Regions from separate parts of the Mus musculus genome. Here region 1 is linked to region 2. The links are chromatin contacts, called in public Micro-C maps. All regions are on one chromosome and are shown on one strand. The core of a region is the stretch at or near the end of the contact, and the rest is flanking DNA. Distances in the headings are between cores, read along the strand shown.

Evidence for each region. A called contact is a pair of places that touch in the nucleus more often than the background predicts.
Region 1: a Micro-C map of embryonic stem cells shows a contact between it and region 2, with 4 times the contacts expected there. The contact joins two enhancer-like sites. A contact is called at or near these places in 3 of 39 promoter capture datasets (hematopoietic stem and progenitor cells and liver), 1 of 15 datasets of contacts at CTCF or cohesin (the NIH/3T3 cell line), 1 of 484 Hi-C or Micro-C datasets (embryonic stem cells) and 1 of 9 other capture datasets (pancreatic islet).

The regions. Positions count from the first base shown.
Region 1 is chr7:97,803,283-97,808,120 of GRCm38.p6, forward strand. It overlaps a transcript of Pak1 not described here. Among named protein-coding and RNA genes, the nearest start is that of Gm39050, 5.3 kb to the left of the region's middle. Within about 2 kb of position 1,424, at least 34 of the 459 cell types and tissues checked have an H3K27ac peak or open chromatin away from gene starts, as enhancers often do. A contact at or near this core is called in embryonic stem cells, where this site is marked.
Region 2 is chr7:97,428,195-97,433,359 of GRCm38.p6, forward strand. No RefSeq gene overlaps it. Among named protein-coding and RNA genes, the nearest start is that of Gm32945, 12 kb to the left of the region's middle. Within about 2 kb of position 1,782, at least 66 of the 459 cell types and tissues checked have an H3K27ac peak or open chromatin away from gene starts, as enhancers often do. A contact at or near this core is called in embryonic stem cells, where this site is marked.

The DNA of each region.
Region 1 (4,838 bases), core at 174-2,673, 370 kb after region 2:
TTTGAACCAGTATTGGTGTGTTCTTTCATCAAAGGCTCTTGAGTCTTTCTGTGATGCTAATAGCTGTAGAATTCCTTTTTCCTTCTTAATTACTGGACCTTTTCAGCCTTTGCCATTCTTGTTAAATTCCTTCCTTTAAAGAGTCTCTTGGGCTGGCAAAATGGCTTAAAAGAGGCTCCTTGACAAGCCTGAAGACACACATAAACTCAAATAAGTAAATAAATAAAATATCATTTAAAAGTAGTCTTCCTTTGCTGGGTGTTACTGAATATATGTACACAGCTACTTGAAAGACTGAGGCAGGGAGATTGCTTGAGCCCAAACATTGGAGGCCTGTTTTAGTATTATTGTTAGATATATAGAATAGTTCAATTGTTTAAAAAAATTAATCAGCATCCATGCATTCCTTTCTGTTTACCATTAGGCCTGTTCTTACTCATTTTTTCAGTAAGTGCCTTTTAATGGCAAGATCATGAACATCTGACAATATGGCAGATTGTAAAATGGAAGAATTTTGTGAAGTTGAAATACAGTGATTCTGGAAGATGGCTTAAGCCACACACACACTGACAGATGAGAATCAGATAAGGTTAGACGACTTTAAAGTTGAAGGGATTGTGTGCAGTTAGTATAGTTAAGCTGAAAATTTAAATACAACTGGGAGGAAGATTAATGTGCATAATAAAATACCAGGAGAGTCAGAAGACACTATTTAAATAACAAAGGATTAAGAGGATCCTGGGGAGAAATTGATGAAGCTCTTGAATATTTTTATAAAACTGATCTTACACACATATTTTGTAAACTAAATGTGAAATGACAGGTGTTCTTGAAGTTTTTTTATTAGTGGCAATTACAACTTAAATTTTAGTAATGATGAAAAATTGATTTTGATTTATTTTAATAGATTATTAAAGCCTTTCTCTAACAAATTTTTGTTTGTTTTTTGGTAGGAGGAGGGAGGTATACTAGAAATTCTAGTTAACTTTAAGTGATATTTTGGGTACTAGTTATCATTGGATAACAAGAATCCCTCTAGTGTTTGATGATTCTGTTAGATACAGTTCTGAGACTGGAACTATGTTGTGTTCCTGTGGTGCTTGATAAATACATGGTGATCAAGAAAGAAGTGAGAAATAACTGAGTGGATTTGGTATTGTATGGTTCAGAGTGTGTATGGCATGTGTTTGGTGAACTGTTATATTGTTACGTCCAAATGGAAAACCTCTTATTCTTTCTTTTGTTCCTGCCCAGTATGTACTTTAATATTCAGAATCTGTTCTCTGCCTTAGTAGCTCTTGGTCTCATTGAAATTCTTCCTAGAGATTGAGATGGAAATGAGAAAGGCCTTGGGCTGCTGCCTGGACATCCACATTCATGAGAACTTAGAAATGCAAAGGGACCAAATGCCTTGACTGACCTAGCCACTGCCAGGTCAGCCAATCATTGCTTTCCTGCTCTCCCTTTGTTCTCTGTGCCTTTGGTCTTCTATCTACTGGAGGTTTGTGCTACAGCTGTTTCTACCAGTTAATGTAATGCTAATATGCCCCTTAGTGAAGGCCTGGACACACTTGGTCCCGGTTGTTGGGTAAGAGCTCCATGGTACAGCCTTCAGAATATCTTTTCACTAATAGTTGGACTAGACACCTTTTTATACTGTTTTTGAAACCATAGAAGCTATAAGCTGAATATGCTGTTTAGATCTGGGAAGTTTAATTTCTCACCTTATGTAAAAAGAAAGACAAGAAAACAAAGCAAAAAAACCCACAAAAGGCTCATGCCAAATTTATTCCATATGTTATACTTCAACAAAGACGTCGATTTAAACTTTCTCCTCTCTGTATGGTGTAGCAGTTAAACCTCTGCCCCTGGCCTGTCTCTGAAAGCTGAGATGCCGCCATGTCTTGACTGGTATAGGAGTGCTAAATCCAGCAGTTTTAGTTTCTTTACTAAAGCTGTACTGATTGTACTGCTTCATAGGTTTGCATTAGGATACATGGAGAAGTAGTTACAGTATATAACACTTGTGAAGTTCAGGGCCTTGTCTCCTTGCTGCCCTGAAGTATCCTGAGTACCTTGGGGTTGGGGGGGTGGGGTGGTAAACACCATTTGGATTCAGCTTTTTTATTTTTTTATGCTTTTTTTTTTTTTTTTTTTTTGTTTTTTGAGACAGGCTGTGTAGCCCTGGCTGTCCTGGAATTCACTTTGTAGCCCTGGCTGTCCTGGAATTCACTTTGTAGACCAGGCTGGCCTCGAACTCAGAAATCCACTTGCCTCTGCTTCCCAAGTGCTGGCTTTAAAGGTGTCCGCCACCATTGCCTGGCTCAACTTTAATTTATTGAACAAAACTGGCATATGTTGTGGCATCATTCCAGATTCTAGGAAATGAATCTGTCGGTGTAGTCCTCAGTGGCATGGGGTACCTCATTGCCTCTATGAAGGTTGTTCTTTATACTTGAAATAATCCTTCCTGTCTCTTATCAGTATGACACTGGTCCTTTCTTCAGTGCTCACTTATTTTTGTCAAGTCTCTTTTCTTCTTTTCCTCTGTAATCAGCTTTTTTTAATGCAGGTTGTCTGATTGTGAGGGGGGACACTACATTAAAGACTTGATGCAAAGATATGGGCCAAGTGTTTTGGGAATATTATTGTATTGTGTTATTTTTAGTATGGGGCTGTTTATCAGCATCCTTTCTAATTAATTGAGGGAAGTAACAGGATCAATTCTAGTGACTTCAAGCAGCATGAATTCAATACAGTTTTGAGAGAGGGGTTAAAGTCTACTTCTGATGGCTAAGGATGCAGCTCAATGATAGAGCATGTGTTTGGCACACACAAGGTCCTACATTTAATTGTCAGCACTGAAAAAAGAAATCTAAAGAAAAAAATGCATCCAGGTTGAATTTCTTTGAATAAACTCTTTAGATTGCAATTAAGAATTGAACTCCTAACTCCTAAGAATGGCAGATTTTGCTGGAAGCTGTTGCTATGACAACTAAATCTAGAGTTGTGCTTTCTCTGCTGCAGTTTGTTCTGCAGAAAAATGTTCTATGTCCAGTCTAATCCTTTATCTAATCTTGTTCCAAATTGGTATCTAGTTTGAGAGTTATCTACTTGGCAAACCTAAGTCATACTTATAAGAGAGTAAAACAAATCTAATTTTGTTTCCCAAACTGTAGTACCTAGGAGATTGAAATAGATTTGAGAAAACTAGTTTACATATTGGTTATAGAGAGTATTCAGGTGCTAGTGCATTTTTCTAGTACCAAATCTGAAATTCTTTTAGTACAAAACCTTACTTAAATTTTTTGTAAATTATGTTGATTTTTATATCATGCTTATGTTATCTTCCCTATGTTTGTTTAGTAAACTGGCTGAAACCAGCAATGGGAGTGGGGAGTAGGGGGAGAGAGAGAAAGAGAAAAAATATGAATGAGTTTATGTGTGTGTGTAGAAACTATGAATACTTTCAGTCTAGCCACTAATTTGGTCTGGTGCTGGGAATTGAGCCGGGATCCTCTGTAAGAACAAGTGATTTTACTACTGAACCATCTTTTCAGCCTCCTAAAGTGGACTCTCCCCCACTTCAAAAAACCTACTATAGAGTCAAATTGTACTTGCCTATCTCTTGAATTACAAATTTCCAGGGATCTAGCACTTGCTGATTGGTTAAACTTAATCATTATCCAGGAATTAACTACTAGCAAAATGGGATTAATAGGCCTGATTTGCTTATATAATCAACACCGATCTCTTAGTTGGAGATCAGATAGATCACTTTTTCCCAAGGACATTGTGGTTTTCAAAAGGTAATTTCTTTTTTCTTGCTTTTGATATTTTGAGACATGGTCTCATATTGCTTAGGCTGGCCCTGAATTCTTGCTATGTGGTCAGGGATGACTCTCTGAGCTGAAACTCCAGATCACCTTGCTTCTGGTTCCTTGCCTGCCTCTGGAGCATTCAGATTATAAATATGGGCCATCATGCCTGGCAAAATACTAATTTTTGAACCACATCCCAGACCAAAGTCAAAATATGGGGCCTAAATTTGTTTTTATAAATTCTCAAAATGATTCAGATTACTTACTTGTTACTGATAAGGGATGATAAGATGAGGACTCCCTTACAAAAAGAAGACAGGAATAAGTGCTGGGTAGGCTGACAGTACCAGTTTCAAAATTGTAATGGTGGATAAGGGACCAATTCATTAGGGATCTTGAATGTGTATTTTATAAAGTTGTGAAATATAAAGTAGATAAGTGTGTATCTGAGGACTTGGTGGCGACAGAATATAAAAAGGGTGAGGTTGAAGTTGTAATTTCAGGGGCACAGATTAGATTTTCATCTTGGGTTCTTTTTCTCATTCAGCTTTAAACTCTCTTTCTATAAGCAGAGAATATGACCATTAGGAAGCTGAGAATTGAATGAACAACATGCACTTCCTCTGGGATCAACTCACCTCATTAGGTTCATCAGCAACCATCATTCCCCATTGAGCCATCTTGATGGCCCTTTTCTTCCTTTCTTGAGATTAGGTCTCACTACATTGCTCAGGATGGCCTCAAACTCACTGTCCTCCTGCGTTAGCCTTCTGTAGCTAGAATCAAGCATCATTCCTTTCAAGATTCAAGATTACTTCCTGATTCTCAGTGATTATTTCAGGTCTTGGACCCTTGATCAGATTCTCCAGTCAGCTTTAGTTTAGCTGTAGGAACATGTATTCTGCCTCTGTAGTCTTATCCTTTGGTATTATGTGAGTTTTTTAATTCAGTTGTCATAGGGATATTACAATTAATATGTGTTAAGGGTGATGTGACCATCCATATTTTATGTTCTGC
Region 2 (5,165 bases), core at 532-3,031:
ACGCTTGCCTAGCGTGCATGAAAACCTGGATTCAGTCCCTGGCACCCAGAGGCATGTGTTAGCAATGCCAGGGCTTTGGAAGTGGAGGCAAGAGAGCCAGGAGCTCAGGGTCATCCTGTACTGCATAGTGAATTCAAGGCCAGCCCGAGCCATTTGAAACCTTATCTCAGAAACTAAGATAAAGATGGAGAGTGAATCTAGGAGGATATTGACATTAGACTCTGTCTTCTGTGCTCACACAAGTGCACAGTGGGCACATGCCACATACAGAAATATAAAAATATTTATTTTAAAACTGTGTGTGAATGTTTGTATGTATGCGTGTATAAATGTATATGTGTACATATATATGTACATGTGTGAGCATATATGTGTGTGGGTTATATGTATGTATATGTATATATGTGAGTATATATGTGTGTTTGTGTATGTATTTGTGTATGGTACATGTATGTAAGTTTATATGTGTGTGAGTATATATGTGTATAGTGTGAGTGTATATGTGTGTATGTGTGTGTAAATATACAGTGTATATATGTGTGTGAATGTGTGTGAGTGTATATGTGTATATGTATATGTGTATGAGTATATATATGTGTGTGTATATATGCATATTTGTCTATGTGTGTATATGTGTATATGTGTATGAGTGTATATGTGTGTATGTGTGTGTATGGGGGGAGGGTATGTACTTGTGAATGCAAGTGTTCTAGGAGTCCTCATCTCCCCTGGAACTGGAATTACAGGTTGTTGTGAGTCTCCGATCAGGGTGTTGGAAATCAGATCCACTGGAAGAGCAGGACTTGCTCTTAATCAATAATCTATTTTTCTAGCCCAAAATAAATATTTTTTAAAATGTAAATAAAAATAAAAATAAGGAGGTTAGGCATAGTAGTGCCTGCCTTTAATCCCAGCACTCAAGAGACAGAGGTAGATCTTTGTGAGTTCAAAGCCAGCCTGGTCTACAGAGTGAATTCCAGGACAGCCAGGGCTACACAGAGAAACCCTGTTTTAGCGGGGGTGGGGGTTGGAAGGTCGGGGGAGGGGAGAGTGCATTGCTCTCGCAGAAGATCAGAGTTCAGTTCCCATCACCAAGATCCAGGAGTTCACAACTGCCTCTAACCCTACCTGCTCAGGATCTTACACTTCTAGCCTCCTGGAGCACCCAAAGACACCCATGGACACACGCACTCAATTAAAAACAATCAAAATTAAAATGTTGATACATTTGGTAGGTGTGAATCCTCGGTTTCCATTCACAGTGCTTGGGGGAAAGGATACTGCAAACCAGGTATGGTGGCCCACACCTAGCAGCACAGCACTGGGAAGGCTGGGACAAAAACAAAGACAAAAAAGAGAAAGACCTTCCAGAGTGCAAGAAAAGCCCTATGATACCAGACAAGGACATAAATGTGCATGTGTGTGTGTGTGTGTGTGTGTGTGTGTGTGTGTGTGTGTGTGTGTGTGTGTGTGTGTGTACATGAACATTTAAAACAGTACAATTCAAATTTTCTGAGTGAATAAACATGTGACAGGGTGTGGTGCCAGTCTCAATTCCCCATGCTATTTAGAGTCACCTTGAATTTCGGTTCCACCCTTGGTAAACGGTTTTAACCATCTAAAATCCAGATTGCTCCCTCCCTACTAGCCTCCCCAACCCCCCACCGCCAAGCTTTCTTTGTGAAGTAAATTTTCTCAAAGTCTCAAAGTCTCTGGCAGGAGGCCAATTCCTGGTCTCTGCTCTCAGTGTGGAAGCCTAGTAATTGAATTCACCAGAAACCTGCCTGTCGCCATAGCAGCAGGGGTCATCAGCTGTAAGCTAGGTCAGGCTTCTGCCACGGGGCACCCTGGGTTGCCAACTCTGTGAAAACAGACAGCTTAAAATGTTTAAGGAAGCAAGCAATAGCTCTTCCCAGCTATGATGCCTGGGAATTAAAGCAATGAGCACAGCACCCGCAAGGTCGCTATAGTGGCACCTATACTTTAACAGGGGCTGAGAGTTCTCTAGTTGGACTTAAAGCCCATACAACATGAGGGAAATCATGTCTGCTCCTTAGTCAACTGCCCCAGACTAGTGAATCATGGCTCTTGGAGAACCTATACCTACCTTCTTACAAAATCAGCGTAATTCCTAACTACATTCTACATATTTATCCTATACCCACAGAAAGCATAGGTCTCATCCTCATCAAAGAAGTGTCTCCTTACAACAGACGGAGACCGTTACAAAAGCCCACAGATGATCTAACACAGAGAACACTCGGCAGTGTTGTTGAACCCAACAGATGCAACAACCCCTGCCCTGAGAACTCAGAACAGAGGAGAGGGTGAGAAGAATGTGGGAGACAGAGAGCCAGGAAGTTGGCTGTGAACATTTTCCCACTGACTGATCTTCCAAAGGTTCTGAGTTCAAATCCCACCAACCACATGGAGATCTGACACCCTCTTCTGGTGTGTCTGAAGACAGCTACAGTGTACTTACATATAACAATAAATACATCTTTAAAAAAAAGAATATTTGCCTCCTAGAAATGTCAGAGAGGCAACACCCGTGAAGTTTCATTGTCATGACTACCTAACCAGACCTGAACGAGGACACCAACACCAATTACAGACTGGCTAACATGGAAGAGGGGCCTCTCATGGAGCCTCAGTCCCAGAAAAGGAATTACAGCTAACAGCAGAATTAGTTTTCTCCAGGAAAGAGCCTCCATATTGGGTACCCAAAGACAAGAGGGCCTCCCTGAAAGCATACATATATTATATATATGTAATATATGTGTACATATATGTATGTAGCTTTTTATTTCTATATTTAGGAATATATATATATACATATATTCTTATATGTACATATATACTCATGTATATGTATATATAGTGTATATGTATGTCATAACAATTAAAGCAATAGAGGTCATGAATTTGAGAAGAAAAGCAAAAGGAGTTTGTGGGAAGATTTGGGGAGAGAAGGAAAGGAGGAAGAAGATGTAATTCTTGTGATTTCAGAAATATTTTTTTAAAAATTGTAAAACAACAACAACAAAAAAGGGTACTCCTGGAGTAGAGGCACACACCTTTGATCCTAACACTCAAGAGGTAGAGGCGGGAAGATCTCTGTGTGTTTAAGGCCAGCCTGATTTACATGTCAGAGCTACATAGTGAGACTTTGTCTCTCTCTCTCTCTCTCTCTCTCTCTCTCTCTCTCTATATATATATATATATATATATAATTATATAATTATATAATTATTTTTATGTTTATGAATGTTTTATCTGTCTGTCTGTCTGTCTGAGTGCCACATCCATGCTGGGTGCCATGGAGACCACAAAAGGTCATCAGAATCCCTAAATTTGGAGTTATGGACAGTTGTAAGTGAAATGACCAAGGTCATTTACAGACAGCGAAATGTATGCCATCTTGTTCTGAGGTGCAATGTTGGTAGAAATGGAGCAGCCCCTCCCGCTTCTTTATATCTGCCAAGACTCCAGCCAGCCCTGTCAGCCATTTCGTCCAGGGCCCCATCTCAGAGTGGCCAAGGGGTGTGAAAGCAGTTTTTCTGTGTAGGAAATTCCCATGATGCTTTGCTTGGGCAGGAGACTGGAGGTAAAAGTTTTGCTGGATTCTTCCTGTTGGGTTCCAATCTTGTTTCCTCTGAGATAGGACATTCATTCTGTCTGTTCTAAGGACTCACTTGACCTGTGCCCATGGTCTGCCTTTGATTTGCTGGCATTCAGGAATTGTCACACAAACCAAATGAACCGATCTCAGTCAAGCAAGAATAGTTTATTGAATGCACACCCCAAGACGGATTGATCAGGATCACAAAAAAGGACTTGGGAGCCTAATTGTGATGCTGAAAGATCCTGGCAGAATATAAAAGGACACAGAAGCCCTGAAATTGGCAAGATAGACGTCAGTGTTAGCAGAACTAGCTTCACTGATTTAGAAAAATAGAGGTGCACAATGCTCTGGCCACTCCTTGAACCTGTGTGTCTGCCAATGTTCTGACCAGGTGTGCGCCCATTGCTGCACCTTCATTAGACTCTTTCCTTGTACCCCTCCCATACCCATTTCTTGAGAATAGACATTGTTTAGATCTGGAAATCCCCTAATCTCCCCCTTCTCCTTTCCCCCCTGAGGGCCTATAAAAACTGGGACCTCTTTCCCCTCGAGGACGACTCCTCTACCCCTGCGTGGGATATGAGTCGTCCCCAGAGCTCTGGCTTTCCCCGAATAAAGCCTCATGTGGTTTGCAACAAGCTCGGTCTGTCGTGAGTTCTTGGGTGTCCGCTATTGTCCTGAGGCCTGAGCGAGGGGCTCCTCTCGGAGTCTTTCAATGCCAGTATGTTTTTAGGGCAGACTTTTTATAAGAAAAAACAGATTCAGAAGTTCAGATGGTAAGAGTGGAGTACTAAACTTTGGCTAACTAGACAGTATTATCAACTAACCTTTAAGCTGATTGGTCCTAAGTGAGGTGAGGGGTGGTGGACGGGTGGTGAACAGGGGAGTTTCAGAGCACTGAGACAGCAGAGCATAAGTCATGCAACCATAGTGTTATGGCCCTTTTAGGGGAATTTTTCAGTGTCAGCTAGGGATAATTACTTCTGGGAAGTAGAGTCTGAGAACCTGAACGTAATTTTACATTTTGAGCAAATGGAGACCAAATACAAAATGGCTACAGTTATGTTAAAAAGGAGCAGGCCTCAACAGATTGTGCTCCACCAATCTGGGATGCTTTTTTTTTATGTTTTTTTGAGACAGGGTTTCTCTATGTAACAACTCTGACTGTCCTGGAACTAAACCTGTTAATCAGGTCTCTGTACCCCGCTCTCCTTCTCTCCCTACCCCCTCCCTCTCTCCCTCTCTCCCTCTCTCCCTCTCTCCCTCTCTCCCTCTCTCCCTCTCTCCCTCTCTCCCTCTCTCCCTCTCTCCCTCTCTCCCTCTCTCCCTCTCTCCCTCTCTCCCTCTCTCCCTCTCTCCCTCTCTCCCTCTCTCTGCCCCTGCCCCTGGGATTGAATTTGTGCACCACCACTCCCGACATTGGACAGTCTTGCTTTGGTTTCTACTTTTCAATTTTAGAGAAACCAATGCCTTTTGGGTATGGATAATATTCAAAATATATTGTCATTGTTGGGAACAAGCAAAAGAAACTTATTTAAGT